Regions from separate parts of the Mus musculus genome. Here regions 1, 3, 4 and 5 are each linked to region 2. A link is a contact called in public HiChIP or PLAC-seq and promoter capture Hi-C data. All regions are on one chromosome and are shown on one strand. The core of a region is the stretch at or near the end of the contact, and the rest is flanking DNA. Distances in the headings are between cores, read along the strand shown. Region 1 holds the start of Lrp3 (low density lipoprotein receptor-related protein 3). Region 2 holds the start of Cebpg (CCAAT/enhancer binding protein (C/EBP), gamma). Region 3 has its middle 37 kb from the start of Chst8. Region 4 holds the start of Chst8 (carbohydrate sulfotransferase 8). Region 5 holds the start of Slc7a10 (solute carrier family 7 (cationic amino acid transporter, y+ system), member 10).

What was found. Promoter capture Hi-C pulls out the DNA fragments that hold promoters and counts their contacts. HiChIP or PLAC-seq counts read pairs in DNA pulled down with a chosen protein or histone mark. Capture Hi-C pulls out chosen DNA fragments and counts their contacts.
Region 1: a contact with region 2 is called in a promoter capture Hi-C map of embryonic stem cells, with 29 read pairs. The contact joins the promoter of Lrp3 here to the promoter of Cebpg in region 2. A contact is called at or near these places in 13 of 39 promoter capture datasets (the HPC-7 cell line, cranial neural crest, embryonic stem cells and 7 more), 3 of 484 Hi-C or Micro-C datasets (CD8 T cells and embryonic stem cells), 3 of 115 datasets of contacts at active chromatin or transcription factors (all in embryonic stem cells) and 4 of 9 other capture datasets (adipose tissue, embryonic stem cells, liver and 1 more).
Region 3: a contact with region 2 is called in an H3K27ac HiChIP or PLAC-seq map of embryonic stem cells, with 5 times the contacts expected there. The contact joins the enhancer-like site here to the promoter of Cebpg in region 2. A contact is called at or near these places in 3 of 39 promoter capture datasets (embryonic stem cells and trophoblast stem cells), 7 of 115 datasets of contacts at active chromatin or transcription factors (embryonic stem cells, pancreatic cancer cells and stem cell-derived neural progenitor cells) and 1 of 9 other capture datasets (adipose tissue).
Region 4: a contact with region 2 is called in an H3K4me3 HiChIP or PLAC-seq map of embryonic stem cells, with 19 read pairs. The contact joins the promoter of Chst8 here to the promoter of Cebpg in region 2. A contact is called at or near these places in 11 of 39 promoter capture datasets (the 3T3-L1 cell line, cranial neural crest, embryonic stem cells and 3 more), 3 of 484 Hi-C or Micro-C datasets (embryonic stem cells and muscle stem cells), 8 of 115 datasets of contacts at active chromatin or transcription factors (embryonic stem cells, forebrain, pancreatic cancer cells and 1 more) and 2 of 9 other capture datasets (adipose tissue and pancreatic islet).
Region 5: a contact with region 2 is called in a promoter capture Hi-C map of adipose tissue. The contact joins the promoter of Slc7a10 here to the promoter of Cebpg in region 2. A contact is called at or near these places in 27 of 39 promoter capture datasets (the 3T3-L1 cell line, 3T3-L1-derived adipocytes, the C10 cell line and 15 more), 2 of 15 datasets of contacts at CTCF or cohesin (both in embryonic stem cells), 36 of 484 Hi-C or Micro-C datasets (the 3T3-L1 cell line, 8-cell embryo, the HPC-7 cell line and 18 more), 21 of 115 datasets of contacts at active chromatin or transcription factors (the HPC-7 cell line, the NIH/3T3 cell line, bone marrow-derived macrophages and 12 more) and 4 of 9 other capture datasets (adipose tissue, liver, macrophages and 1 more).

The regions. Positions count from the first base shown.
Region 1 is chr7:35,214,093-35,216,792 of GRCm38.p6, reverse strand. Lrp3 (low density lipoprotein receptor-related protein 3) reads left to right here and starts at 1,448. Exons shown (of 8, transcript NM_001024707.2): 1 at 1,448-1,937. The coding sequence starts at 1,865.
Region 2 is chr7:35,055,258-35,057,957 of GRCm38.p6, reverse strand. Cebpg (CCAAT/enhancer binding protein (C/EBP), gamma) reads left to right here and starts at 1,392. Exons shown (of 2, transcript NM_009884.3): 1 at 1,392-1,582. Gm45095 (serine/arginine repetitive matrix protein 1-like) reads right to left here and starts at 2,475. Exons shown (of 2, transcript XM_030243153.1): 1 at 1,866-2,475; 2 at 313-1,766. The coding sequence starts at 1,951. The coding sequence ends at 1,199.
Region 3 is chr7:34,848,544-34,851,243 of GRCm38.p6, reverse strand. No RefSeq gene overlaps it. Among named protein-coding and RNA genes, the nearest start is that of Chst8, 37 kb to the right of the region's middle. Within about 2 kb of position 1,378, at least 7 of the 459 cell types and tissues checked have an H3K27ac peak or open chromatin away from gene starts, as enhancers often do. A contact at or near this core is called in embryonic stem cells, where this site is marked.
Region 4 is chr7:34,811,370-34,814,069 of GRCm38.p6, reverse strand. It overlaps Chst8 (carbohydrate sulfotransferase 8), which reads left to right and starts at 1,359. Exons shown (of 4, transcript NM_175140.4): 1 at 1,359-1,724. It overlaps Gm38987 (a long non-coding RNA gene), which reads right to left and starts at 1,362. Exons shown (of 3, transcript XR_881950.3): 1 at 894-1,362.
Region 5 is chr7:35,185,095-35,187,794 of GRCm38.p6, reverse strand. It overlaps Slc7a10 (solute carrier family 7 (cationic amino acid transporter, y+ system), member 10), which reads right to left and starts at 1,410. Exons shown (of 11, transcript NM_017394.4): 1 at 1,145-1,410. The coding sequence starts at 1,313.

The DNA of each region.
Region 1 (2,700 bases), core at 199-2,698, 160 kb before region 2:
ACAGAAAGAGAGAGAGAGAGAGAGAGAGAGAGAGAGAGAGAGAGAGAGAATCCATGCCATTCTGCTTGTTTCTTTCTTCCTTTCTTTCTGGGGTCATGGTGGTACAGGTCTGGTCATAAACTCAAAAATTCCTCTTCTGGATTATGGGCTATTTGCAATTGCAATGTTATGTGTGATGCTTGCATGTGCCACCAAGTATTTTGCTTGCATGTGTCTATGTGAGCTATACATGTGCCTGGTGCCCGAGGAGGCCCGAAAAGGCTGTCAGACACCCTGGAATCGGAAGTGTAAACCAACGTGGGTGCAGGAACCGAACTCAGGTCCCCTGGAAGATCAGCAAGAACTTTTAACCACTAAGCTACCTGTCCAACCGCCGCCCCCTCATTACCCGATTTTAAAAACCCTTTAATACTTACTGGGAAAATCTACTCTGGCATAATCACAAAAGGCTTAGAAGGAGAACAAGAAAGCACAGAAAGACTCAGAGTTCCCCCAAAGAAACACTTTTGGTTCCTGTACAGTGAAAATGAAGTTAACGAATTCCTGTGTCCACAGCTTTCACTAATGGACCGTTGTTTCCCTCAGCCTTCATAATCTTAATGAGTGGCAGTGCTTGTGAGGGCACGCACAAAAGCTAAAGACCATGGGTGTGTGTGTGGAAGGTGAGGCTCACCCCAGCTTGCGGAGCCTCCTTGCTCGGGGGTATTTGGGGACCTCTGATTTAGCATCAGTTTTAAAGAACAGCTGACCTCAATTGACCCCAACTCCTCAATTCCTCTTCCAAGTTCATTCTGGTTTTTGCCTCTCCTGGATTCAAACCCTTGGTTGACAGGTTGTCTCCAGACTACAACCACACGCTTAAAAAGCATACATCATCGCGGTTCCCTAGAGGATGAGGGGGTAACTGAGCTGGTCAGGGGCACAACTGGGTGTCCAAAGTCCTCTCAGGGTTCTCATCAATGTCTCCACACAGGCCTCACTTTTTACAAGGGAGCCACTTTAGAGACAGGATGAGGTAAATGAGAAGGACAGAGGGCCAGCAGGAGGAGAGAATTCCCAAAGCAAATCAGCCAGGAACGCATTGCATTAGGAAGAAGTCAGGTCCCAACCTTGGGCCTCGACTCATTGTCTTGGCCCCCATCAGCCCTTTCCACGCCATCCCACCTCAGTCTCCCTCTCTTCCCCAGCACAGTCGCCTGGCTTCGGGAAAGAGACCAGATCTTGGGATCAAAGGGCGAAGGCGAGCGCTTCCCCGGACCATAGGCGCAATGCCAGCCCTAATCGCTGAGCCAAGGTTCAGAGCTAGCGGGTTCCGGTCGGAGCCGCGTGCGTGGAGCTGTCCAGCACCCCGAGGCGGGGCGTGCGCCCCCCGGCCCGCCCCAGCCTCCTCCGCCCGCCCTGTCAGCGCCACTGCGGCTCGGCGGGCGCGTCACGTGGCTAGCGCGGCGCGGCCTCCCGGCTCCGGGCTTAGGCGAGGGGCCGGCCGGGAGGACGGACGGACCGAGCGACGCACCCTCGTAGGCACCGTGCGGCGCAGCGCGGGCGGCCCGGGGACCGACGGGCAGGGCGCGCCGGGGCATGGGCGCGCCGGAGGTCTCGGTGCGCAGGCCGGGCTGGGCGCGCCGGCCGGGGCTCCGGGACAGCGGCGGGCGAGGGTCTTCCCTGGCGACCGCCGCTGAGCCCCCGCGGGGCCCGTGACGCCGCGGCCGATGTGGCCCCGCGCGTTGCGGGCCTGCACCGCCGCCGCACAAAGACGCCGCCGCAGCCGCCGCCCGCACCCGGGCCGCAGCCGCCGCGCCAGCCCTAGCCCCAGGCGGAGCCCCGGCCGCAGGGCAGCAGGCGTCCGCGCGCGGCCCGCCCCGGCATGGAGAAGCGCGCGGCCGCGGGGCCGGAGGGGGCGCCGGGCGCCAGGGCGCCGCTCGCAGTCGTCTGCCTGGGTGAGTGGGCCGCGAGGGGCCGGGCGGGATGGGAGGGCTTGGAGCCTGCACTGCGATGGCTTCCGCGCCCAGGCACCCTTGGGCTGCCGAGGAGGGAGCCTCCCACCACAGCAGAACCCCAGGCCCGGAGCTGGGGGACGAGAACGCTGGCCTTGGGTTCCTGGGAGAGGCTGGGGTCTTCCTGATGCTTTCCAGCCCGGCCTGCCTGAGTGGTGCTCTGGCTTCCAGAGCTGTGGACAAAGGCCTGGACTACTGCTCCCTAAAGAAGGAACCCTTTCCTGCCTGGAGTCCTGGACAGGCCTGGGAGCTAGCCAAAAGATGGGGACTCAGCATGGGGGCTTGTGGCGGGGGGGAGGGAGGCAGATGTGAGAACTCATTTTCCCATTGTGTCTTCCCAGACCCAGATGGTCATAGGTCGGTTCATCCCTGATGGGGGTTGGGGGGGGGGGTCTGAGTCTGTTCCGGGGAGGGCCAAGAACCCGCCAGGACTGGAACCTAGGTTAGAAGGCTCCTTCCCTGACCAGGAAAAATTTCTGTCCACTTTCCCAGAGCCCATTGCAGGAGAGGGGAAGGAAGGAGTTAAATCCCCAACCCACATGGTTCTTTATTTACCTTGATGAAGGAGGGAGGCCCTTAGAAGAGCTGGGTCATTAGGGGACACCCAGTGATATCACTGTTGAGGGCCTAGGAATGTGACAGGCTCCCTAAAACCACTGAAGTGACAAAGTTGTGAGGGGTGTGGGGCAGCTCTTTCTTTTTAAAC
Region 2 (2,700 bases), core at 143-2,642:
ATCTCCTAGCATCTTGGACTTCTTTCCTTAAGTGTCTATGAAAATGGGGCTTGAATCATGTCTCTGTAGTTCTCAGAGTAAGCTCCCTGTGGGCAGGGACAGTGTGTTTGTCTTCTTCCATTGCTGACTCTTAGTCCACACTTTAGCACATACCGTTCTTGTAATCAGGAAAAGAATTACAGGATATCAGCTAAAGAGGAAATCTCAAGACTCCTGGGCATTGACTGCTGGCTGTGGAAGGCTTGCCTAGACACAACACAGAATGCAGCTGGCAGAGCGGCTGGCAAAAAAGAGGCTAACTCAATATACATATGACATGCAAGGATGTTTTTATTTTCGATAGTTTTTATATGACTAGAAAACATTAGGGGTAAAATCGTGGTCTTTGTGAGAAACAAAGCACGGTTCACCTTTCATAGTGCTAAGTCTTGGGAAAAAAATGGCTCTTAACACAGCGATCCAAACCTAAAGAAACATACTGACTGGTTTTGAGACATTAGCTCCCCAAGTGTGCATGGGGTTATCAGGGGTCATTCTCTGTGGTTGACTTTTTTTTTTTCAGGTATTTTCATCTCTCAGGGATTCCTCGAAGTCTTATGTGGAGAGCTGCTCTCCTGGCCTTGGCGATGAAGAAACATTTCCCTTCTGAAAGCCAGAGAGTTTTGAATGATAAGCATTGCTAAAGAGGAAGCAATCAAACCTTTCGGGCAGGCTCTGCCTTCCACCCAGCGCTGCTTCCTGTTTTTCAAAACACAAAAACAAAAAGCAACACAAAACAAAACAAAACAACAAAAAAACCCGCTTTTTGATTCTCTTGTGAACTGTTCCCGGGAGACCCAGGCTGGACCACTTGTCACTTTTAAGAGAGCACCTCATATCCATCATCTGCTCTCCGGAGGTGAGCACACTTTGGAAATCGTGATTTGTTCGGCAGCCACAGTCTGCTGTTGTCAAGCGTCTGACAAGTGCTAACCCTAGCACTGGACAGTTTTTCCTTAACGTGCTTTTATCAAAATAAATGTGCAGATGCCTCAGGGCCGTGAGGCCTAAACAAACAAAAAACCCACCCTAACTCAAAAATCCACCTGAGGAAATGTCTTTTCCCTAAGGCAGGTGAGGCCCTCGTAACTCTGATAGAACTTTGCTTGCCATGGGTCACTCCCAAGGCTCAGGGCCACCGCCTGCCACCACCGACAGCCTAAGGGGGAAACCACCGAGCGCGCCTCCAGCCAGCGCCGGTGCTGCCACGCCCACCACGCCCGTTCCGCCGCGCGCCCGCCTCTCGCCGGCACACGGCCTGTGATTGGCTGGTGGAGCTGCCCATCTCTAGAGGCGAGCGCGTCGTTCTCCAAGCAGCGCTTCTATTGGTCACGGCGGCGGCGGCAGCGCGCGGACCCGAAGAGGCGGGGAAAACCGGTGGCCGCGGTGGCGGAACGGGCGGAGGTTGCCGGTTTCGTAACCGTCGCTCCTCCTCGCCGACTCGCGGGCTGCGAGGCCTGGGTCGGGTCGGGTCGGGCCGCGCCGCGCGGGGCCGCTCGGAGTGGAGGCCGTCTGGGGGCGGGCGGGCCGGCCGGAGGCGCAGGTAAGGAGGCCGCGGGTTGTAGCTCGGAGGGGTTGGGGGAGGAGGCCGCGGCCGAGCCCGCCGCTCGCGTAGGCGCCGACCCGGCCGGAGGAGACCCGGCCCTGCCCGATTCGGCAGGTTGGCCCGGAAGGCTCCTGGCGGCTTGGCGGCGCGGGCGGGGGCCCGGAGCGGCGTCTGATGCAACCTGCGGGCAACACCCGGCGGGGCTGAGCTCATCCCTGGCCACGGCCCAGCGCCGCCGCGCTTGGCGCCGACCCCCGCGCTCCCCCGGGCGCCCCCTCACCACAGTCGGGGAAGGGATGGAGTACCAGGTGGTCCCTCCAGAACCTGCCCCTCGGCGACGTGCAGCGTGACAAGCCTGGCGCGCATTGGCCCCTAGGGATGGAGGGTGTTCCTAGAATAGAAGGTGGACCGAATCTTACTTTGGAGCCACCTAGGACTCTCTTCCTGTCGGCTTCCCAAACGGCTCGGTCTGGGGGGGATGGCCCGGGTCCTATTTGGAGTTAATAACCTAGTGGTCATCTAGGGAAGGCACTCGAGTTTTTACACACGTAACGTTGCAAGAGGGAGATTTCGTTTGTTTTTTTGGACGCGGTCGTGTGTCCTGCAGTTCACTGGGAGGGGGAGGACATCCTAGATGATCGCGCACCAGACGCAGAAGGTCAAGCCATGAAGCCTTTCCTTAGCTCGCCTGGAGGGAGCTCGGGAAAAGAGCCAGCGGAGGTATCCAGGTGGGGAAGTTGGGCATGCGGGTGTGAGAATTGTTTCTCTTTCCAAGTGGGCTTGTGTATTTCTGGTCTTAAGAAGGTTGGCATGCTTTGTTTTGCTCTGCTCCTTCTTGCTTTTTTGTTTGTTTCTTTGTAAACTGCATCATAAGATGTATCAAATTTAGAAAGGTTTTAACCTTTGTGGGTTGCACAACAGCTGGGTGTTGTGTCTCTTGAGTTTCCACCCACTTGAATCCTTATTTGAATATATTATCATTGAGTGCAGACCTGTCTCACAGAGGGAATTTGAAACAAAGCACCATAAGGTCTTTCTCTATTGAGAAATTGTACATAGAAGAATTCAGAGTATGGTAGGCAAGCCCCTCTACCTCTGAGCCACATTTCTAGCCT
Region 3 (2,700 bases), core at 129-2,628, 210 kb after region 2:
CAGGTCACCCCCTCTCCCTCACATCTGACCAGGGCACCTCTCTCCCTCACATCTGACCAGGACACCCCCTCCCTCACATCTGACCAGGACACCCCCTCCCTCACATCTGACCAGGGCACTCCCCCTTACATCTGACCAGGGTACCTCTCTCCCCCACATCTAGCCCCAGTTCCTGCCTGATGCCAGGACCCACTGACTCTTTGTGCTGTGTGCTGGAAGATGTCTCCAGGAGTTCCCAGCTCAGACATGGATGGCATACATACATATACATAAGGGCCAGGGAAGAAGAAAGCAGGAAGGAAACCCAGCACTGAGGGAGAGGTAGATAAAAAGTCCCACTCCTGACCAAGAAGCTATTTGCAATTGATACCTGCCAAGAAGGGGGAAATCAGGTGGGTTTTGTTGTTGTTGTTTTGTTTGGTTTGGTTTGGTTTTTGTTTTGTTTTATTTTTTCCCAGTGGACTGTCACCATGTAAATCAACCACACTTCAGGGCAGGCCTGTGCCCAGGAGTAGCTGGAAAACACAAAATGCTCTCCATGTCTTTTGTGTGTGCACTTTTAATTTTGTTTTGCTATCTTTGGTCTTACCGGGTTTTTGTTTATGTTTATTTCTTTTTTTTTTTTGAGAGAGAGAAAAGGGAAAAGAACATGAAGCAAGGTAAATAGGAAAGTGGGGGAGGCTCTGGGAGGAGATGGGGAGGGGATGATATGATCAGATATATTGTATGGAAAAAATTTAAATAACCCAGTTTGCTCTCCGAGAACGATGCAGGAAAGACCTAAAATGGTCTTTTCTTCACCCAGCTCCACCTCTCAGAAAGAACGATGGTTACGTCACAATTCTTCCACAGCACATCATTTTCTTTACACACTGATGACCATAAGAGCCACGGAGGTTCATGGCAACAGCCACCCAGCAGTCTGCACTTTGGTGACCATAGAGTTCTTCCCACAACTGGTGGCGTTTTCACTCTGTCTGCTCAGCGCCATCCATCTCAGTAGGATGGGAGTGACACCTTGATTAGCCCCGCCCCTCGCACGATCCCGCCGCCCCGCCCACCCCCCCAACCCGTCCCCCAGGTCTGGCAACCCCAAAGGACTCTGGGAAAACTCCAGGCAGGAGCCTCTTCCCAAATGATTTTATGTGTTGGGCACCATTTAGGTCAGTTCTTATACTAGCTATTCAATGTTGCTATGGCCACGATGCCTAATGGAAGTAAGAGAGTACAGATTTTGTTTTGGCTCACTGTTTCAGTCCATCGTGGTGGGGGAGGCACGGCAGAATCTATGGTGGTGTGAGCATGGGGCATACGTTCCTCACATCATGAATGACGGGGAACCAGAGGCCTGACCGGCTAGTGACTGAGGTCCCATCTTCTGCAGGTACCATAGCCTCCAGAGTAGCGCCACCTGCTGGTCAGCAAACAGCAAAACACGAGCCTGGAGCTGGGGCGGGGGTTATTTTGGATTTGAACTCCAAGTTCCTTTGTGAGTCGCCTTGTCTACACAGATGGTCTGGGGAGGTATTGCCCTGATATCCAGCTGGTTAACACAGGATAGAACATTAGCTCTGGAGGCTCCTGGACTTGGATCTTATGAGGTGGCTTTCCAAAAGGAATTAAGATGCTTGCAGCTCCTCACCTTTGGGCTGTGTGTTCAAATAACTACTGTCTGTGCAACTCTCAGACACTGCAAAGAGATGTGCGCGAAGATGCAGCCTAAGTGACAAAGCAAATCCATGCTGGCGATGAAAAGAACGTTCTGGGTAGAGCACTGCCTAGGAAATACTTCCTATCACCACTGACGGCAGCATCTCAGTCCAGGTCTCTTGTATTACTTAATTTTCTCATCAATGAAAAATGCCAACAGAAGCAATGTAGGGGGAGAAGGATTTGTTTTAGCTTGTAGTTTCATGGTCATATTCATAGAAGCAGGAGAGGCTTCTGGCTATGGCTGGCCACAGGAGTGCCTGGTTGTGACAGCTTATTCATATCTCTATGGCCAACAAAGAAGTAGGAATCTCAGGCCAGGACTATAACCCATAAGCCTCCTACTCCATGGTTCTATGCCTTCCAGCTAGACTCCACATTCAAAAGATTATGCGATGGAGACTGGAGAGGTGGCTCAGTGGTTACAGTGCCTACTGACTTTGTAGGGGTTCCCCGTCTCAGTTCCTAGCTCCCACGTGGTGTGACTCACAACTGCCTGTAGCTCCTGTCCCAGGATCTCTGGTGCCCTCTTCTGGCCCCCTCAGGCTCCTGCACACACAGAACACAGGCTCATACAGGCACATACAAATAATCAAAATAATTTTTGAAAGATTCTACAACTGAGGAACAGACATCCATATACATGCGGGGGACACTACATGCTCATGCCACAACACCTCAGGACTTTGGAGGACAAGTTAGAAGGACAGAAGCATCAGAAGTCCTGAATGGCAAAGACTTCTCTAGGCCTGGAGAGCCTGTCCTGCCCTCCAGTGTCCAGCCCACTCCCACATACTTTATCATACTGGCCAGCCTCTGGAGGTCTCATCTCAGGACTGCTTGCTGCTTCCTCCAGAGCCTGCCTACCTGTCACCTAGGCAGACACAACCTTCCTGACCCATTCAGGTTTCTGAACGAATCCGTTAAGGTTGCTGGAAATATTAGGAAGATTCCCTACCCCTCCCACTCTCAACAGCCCACTTGACCAGG
Region 4 (2,700 bases), core at 110-2,609, 240 kb after region 2:
AAGATCATGTGTTCATGGTTAGCCTGGGCTACACAGAGAGAACCTATCTCAAAAACAGAAACAAAACAAAAACAATGGAAGGGAAGGCTACCATATGCTTGACTGCCAACTCACTTGCCCTGAAGAGGATCCTTGGATACTCTGAGTTCACAGCAGTCATTAAAGAAGCCCAACTACCACTCAGGCCTTTCAAGCTTGCTAGTGTTAGAGGCTCCCTTGCCCTCCACATCTCTAGTGTTAGTATCTCTGCTCCTTATCAGGGCTGCCACACCCTTATCTGGTCACTCAAAGGCCACAGATCCACCTCAGTCTTTAGCTTCATCACCCATCTGGGATGGAGCTGGGTCAACCAACCAACCAATCAACCAACCAACCAGTCCACTCAGGGAGGGGAGAGGCCACAGCCACCGCTCTGTTTTACTGGAAGCTTCTTTTCAGTTTTGTTTTGTTTTGTTTTGTTTAATTTTATTCTGTATGTCCCTTCAAGACCAGGCTTGTTTACTGGTTGGCACCGCTGAGAATGGTTGCTAGATGCGCACCCAGCCTTCCCTTCTAGTGTCTGATTGCCCCCTGCAGGTCGGGGCTTCTCTTCTCTGGAAAAATCAAGATTTGAATCCACAGCCCTGGAACCGAGTCCCGGTTCTACACTTGTACTGTGTGGCTGTGGGTAGGAGGTTTCCCCACTCATTTATTCTGGGTTTGGAGGGAGGGGAGAGGTTGCTTGCTTCAGCCCTCAAGCTGGTGCCAGACCGACGCTTAAGGATGAAGTTCTTAAGTGAGAATCCGGCTCACTGGGCACTTGTGGTTAACTGAGACCCAGAAATTTAGTGGTGAGTGCCAACAAGAGACAGGCCTTGTCCAAATTCCACGCGTACTGTAGTCTGGGAACCTACCTGAATTTTTCTGCGCACCAATTCCTTTGCAAGCCCCGCGGCCGCTCAGCTTTGGGTCCAAGACCCTGCTTGCTAGCGCCTTCTCTTTTTCCCTAGGTCAGCGCAGGGTTACTCAGTGTCGCCACTGGGGCAGTGGCAGCTAAGAAGCTGCGGAGTGGAGTCAAGCGGCAGACCAGAGTCCAGCACTCGGGGATCCCCGAGCTGGGCGCAGCCCGCGCCAATACCGCCCCACCCCCCCGCTGCCTCCCGACCGCGCCCAGCGGCAGCTCCCACAGAGCGCGCGGCCAGTGGGGCTGCTGAAGCCGCAGAGCGCGCGTGGGCGTGGCGCCCGTGAGCTCCCGAGAGGGCTGAGCGATCGGGGAAGAGATTTCCCCCATCTCTGCCCTGCCACCGGGATCGCCTCTTTCCACCGTGGGGCGGGGCCCGGACTGGGGGCGGGGCGCCGGGCGGGCGCGGCGCTATTTCCAGCCTTGCCGGAGGCTTCGCTCGCACTTCGCTGGGAGCCTTCCCGGCGCGTGAGCCGGATCCGGTGGCACCGCGGGGAAGAGACAGGACCGGGCGGTGGCGGCAGAGACAGGGGGACGCACCCGGTGCAGAAGATCCAATAGGAGCACGCCGCCGCAACCTCTCCCGCGCGCTCCGGTCGCCGACTCTACGCCGATCGCCCACTCCCCGCACCTTGGACTACACCGGGAAAAAGACGCAGCCTGGCCCGAACTGGGGCGGAGATCCTTCTTGCTTCCCAAGAGCTCCGGAGGGAAGATTCTCCCGCCGCCGAGAACCCCGCCGGACTGGAGGAACCCGTGGCCTGGAGAGCGCTGGCTGTGCCAGGTAAGTGGCTGCGCCCTGTTCCCTCTCTATGTTGATAGTTCACCCGAAGGGTTGTCCCTGGAAATCCCAGGATGATGCCGGGACTGTTCTGAGCGCAAACCCCGCCACTAGACGTGGTTCAGAGTCCTAAGCTGCAGGTGCTGTTGGGGCATGCGGTGCTTGGGTCTGGCGATACTTTGGGGACCAGCCCCCGTGAGTGGGAACTTTAATTAGACTTTGGATTCTTGGTTTTCTCCGCGCCTGGGAACTGCCTCTCTCTCCTAGGGCTCGCCTCCAGGACCCTTCGCTCCTCTTCTTAACCCTGGATGCTGGGTGCGTGTAAGCTGCTTTGGGCGCTGAGCGACGAGTGCTCGAGGGCCGGGCTGGAGCGTCCAGAGCGCCGAGGCTTTGGTGTGCGCTTGGAACTGGGACTTAGAGGCCAGTTGGGGTGCGTAGGGCGAAAGGGGAAGTTACAAGCGACCTTGGCTCCCTACCAGGAGACGCAAGGTGTCCCCGCGCTCCATCGCGCGCATCTCCACCCCTCAACTCTCTAGGGCCCCGGCCTGTTTTGTGCTCCCGGCGAGTGTGCGTGCGTCAGCGATCGCAAGGAGGTGTGTGTATGCGTGTGTCCCCGAGTGCGGGAGTCGGAGCCTCAGGCGGCTGAGGGTAGGGGATGGTGAAATGATCTGCTTTACAGCGGGACCGAGCTCAGCCCTAGCTAGCGGCTGTTGCAACTTCAGCTGCTGCGTGGGGCTGTTTTGCTCATACTATGGCCTGGCCAGGAGAATGTACGTTCTCTGGTTTGGGCAGGGTCAGAGGTGGCGCTTGGGCATCAAGTGACCTCTCTCTATTTCCCGCGCAGTACTCCAAACCCTAACTTTAGTTGTATATCTTGTCTCTGGGCCCTTCGGCCCTCACCTGGGGTTGTAACAGTCGGGGAACTGTGCCCTGGATTTCGGACATACCGGTTGGATCTTGGAACAGTCTGTCCTGCAGC
Region 5 (2,700 bases), core at 161-2,660, 130 kb before region 2:
CAGTCCCTGGGAGATAAGCATTCTAGAAGGAAGAAGGCAGGTGGTGGAATTCTCTGGAGCTGGGTTCAGGGGTGACTCTGGGTAGGAGTGCAGGGGATACCCAAGAGACACTACATCTCTCCAGCTGGAGTTTCTCATGGAAGGGCACAGAGCAGAAGGTAAAGATCACACACACACACACACACACACACACACACTTCAGCCTTTCTCTATCTCCAGGGGTCAAAGGGCAGAAAGAGAGCTATTTGGCTGCATCCCTACTGTGTGCCACTTCCTACTGGCTGGGAAAGGGGACAATCAAGACCCCAATTACTGCTCTTTTAGACCCCCAACTCCTGGGCACAGGGAATCAGAAAAGGCCCCGCCCAAGAGGTCTAGTCCAGTTCTCCTTCAGGAGTCAAGGGACAGACAGAGGTGGGGTTGCTGCCCAACCCTGTCCCCGGGGCATTCTACCTATGCAAAAAGCACCATCTGTAGGAAGAGCGAGAGGGGCCAGGCCATGAGAGCACCCATTCAGATGCCACCAGATCACGAGAGTGCTCACTTGGATCCCAGGGCTGAGTGGGTGCTCTCCTGGAGGCTTGGTCTGCTCCTGGCTACTTCGCTACCTCTCCTCGGATTCTGTGGCCACCTCTGCCAGGAAGGTCAGCTTCGTGGCCTTTAACCCTTGCTTTAGACTCTACCCGGCCATTTACCTTCCTGCTTTCCAAGAACAGATGGCTTCACTTCCCTGGCACTTGAATCTGGCACACAGTAGGGATGCACACAGGCTGCCCTGCAGCCCAGAACTTGCCACTCAAGCCAGGCCTAGCAATTATTTCCGTTTCCTAGGTGGGAACAGGGGACTTGCCTTGGTAAAGCCCCTCAGCTGAGTGAAGGCCAGGGGAGGGTTGCAGCAAGGAAAGCCCCCACCCGAACCCCCACCCCCTTCCAGGCGCAAATTTTCAGAGAGGTTGGGGAGGTGAGGGCAAGAAGTTTTGTGACTGGTTTGCCAGGTTCTGTTCCGAATGGGGTCAAGTGTATTCTCCAGCTATGGCAGCAGGTGCTCGAAGGGTTCCTTTGCCCCTGTGGTCTTATGGTCTTCGTGAGGGAGGAACATAAAGGGGTTCCCCCAGTACTTCCACGCTATGTACGCCCTACTCACCGATGATGATGGTGCAAGCGCTCACCAGCCCGATCTCTTTCTTGAGTGCCACCCGCTCCGAGGCGCCCGGGCCGGGACCAGGGCCCGGGGAAGGCGAGGGCGCAGGGCCGGGGTTCCCGTGCCCGCCTGGCTGTTGTATGTGGCTTGCCATGTCGCTGTCCCGCCTCATCCCAGTTCCCTGCGCTACCCCGTCTGTCCGGCCCGCAGCCAGTCCTCCGTCGGTCGGTTCGTCTGTCGGTGCGCTCGCGGCCCTCGCAGCCCGGGACAGCGCCCACAGGCGGGCGCATGCGCTGGCACGGGGCCCGGGCCCCCGGGGGCCCCCGGGCGGCTGGATCCAGGGAGGGACGGAAGGAGGGACGGCCGGCAGCCCCCTCCCCCACCGCCCTTAAAGGGAACTCCCCCTTCCCCCCCACCCCCAACCCTAGTCAGGGGAGACAGGAGGGGACTGGGATCAGACTTAGAAAGGACTTCCTAGTTGAGTGAACGAAGGGGCTACACCCAGACTTGGGTGAGGTGGGGGAGAAGAGCTCAAAGACCAGGCTGTCCCTGCGCTCAAGGAGTGTGAGCAAGACGTGCTGGGGTAGGCGGTGCTGCATGCCCCAGCCTGTACTTTCTAAATCCCTCAAGCCCCATTTGTGAAGGGTGGGCATTGCACAGGTTGAAAACCACCGCCTAGCGGCAATTAGCCTGACAGTGGCACGGTCTCCATGAAGACTTTTTGATAGCTCCCTGGCCTCTAGGCGGTCCTGACTGAGTCATTTGGGATGAATGGAGACTGTCCTTAAAACAATTCTGAAGGCAAAAGGCTTGAGAAGAGTTGAAGATAAGGAGACCCCAGTGGGGCCCCGGGCATCCTGGGAGTTTGGGACAGTCCCCATCACCATCAAATCTATCCCTGCCTCAGCATCCCCTAATTCCTCTTCGGGTCCAGCCTTAGGTCCCCACCGCAGACTCCTCTACACAGGTCAGTCAGGGCACAGTGGACTGGGACTTTGGCCCAGGCCGTCTAGCATGGCTCAAGGTGACCAGACCGCTGGAAGTGCCAGAGAGACGGGAAGAGAACAATTGTGGTAGCAAGGAGGTATCGGGCCCAGGATCCTGGGAAGCCTGCCTCCTCCCGGAAGCCATTGGGCGGTGCAGCCCAGATCGCGGGGCAAATTCATGCGCGGGTGGTGCGAGGGAGCAGGGCCGCGTCGGGGCCACCGGGGCGGCGGGCGGAGCGAGGCTGGCACGGTGTGGCCGACGGCGGAACAGCTTTTGTGTGTTGCTGGCGATAGCTGCGTCGCGCCGTCCCCTGCATGAGGATGAGGCCACTCGGGGCCACCGGTCCTTCCCCCGATCGCGGCCTCAGAGTTTGCTGGGGAAGGGCAGGGAGGACCCGAGATGGGACGAGTTCAGGAGCCCAAGAGCCTGGGCTGGGGGCGGAGCACGGAGGTGGGGTCTTGGCCAGGGCCTGGTACTTCGAAATTGGGGCGGGGACTTGATAAATAGAAGAGGGAGGACTCTGGGGGGACCAGGAGGGGGAAGCCACTCGGCAGAGCTTCATCCTTCGCACT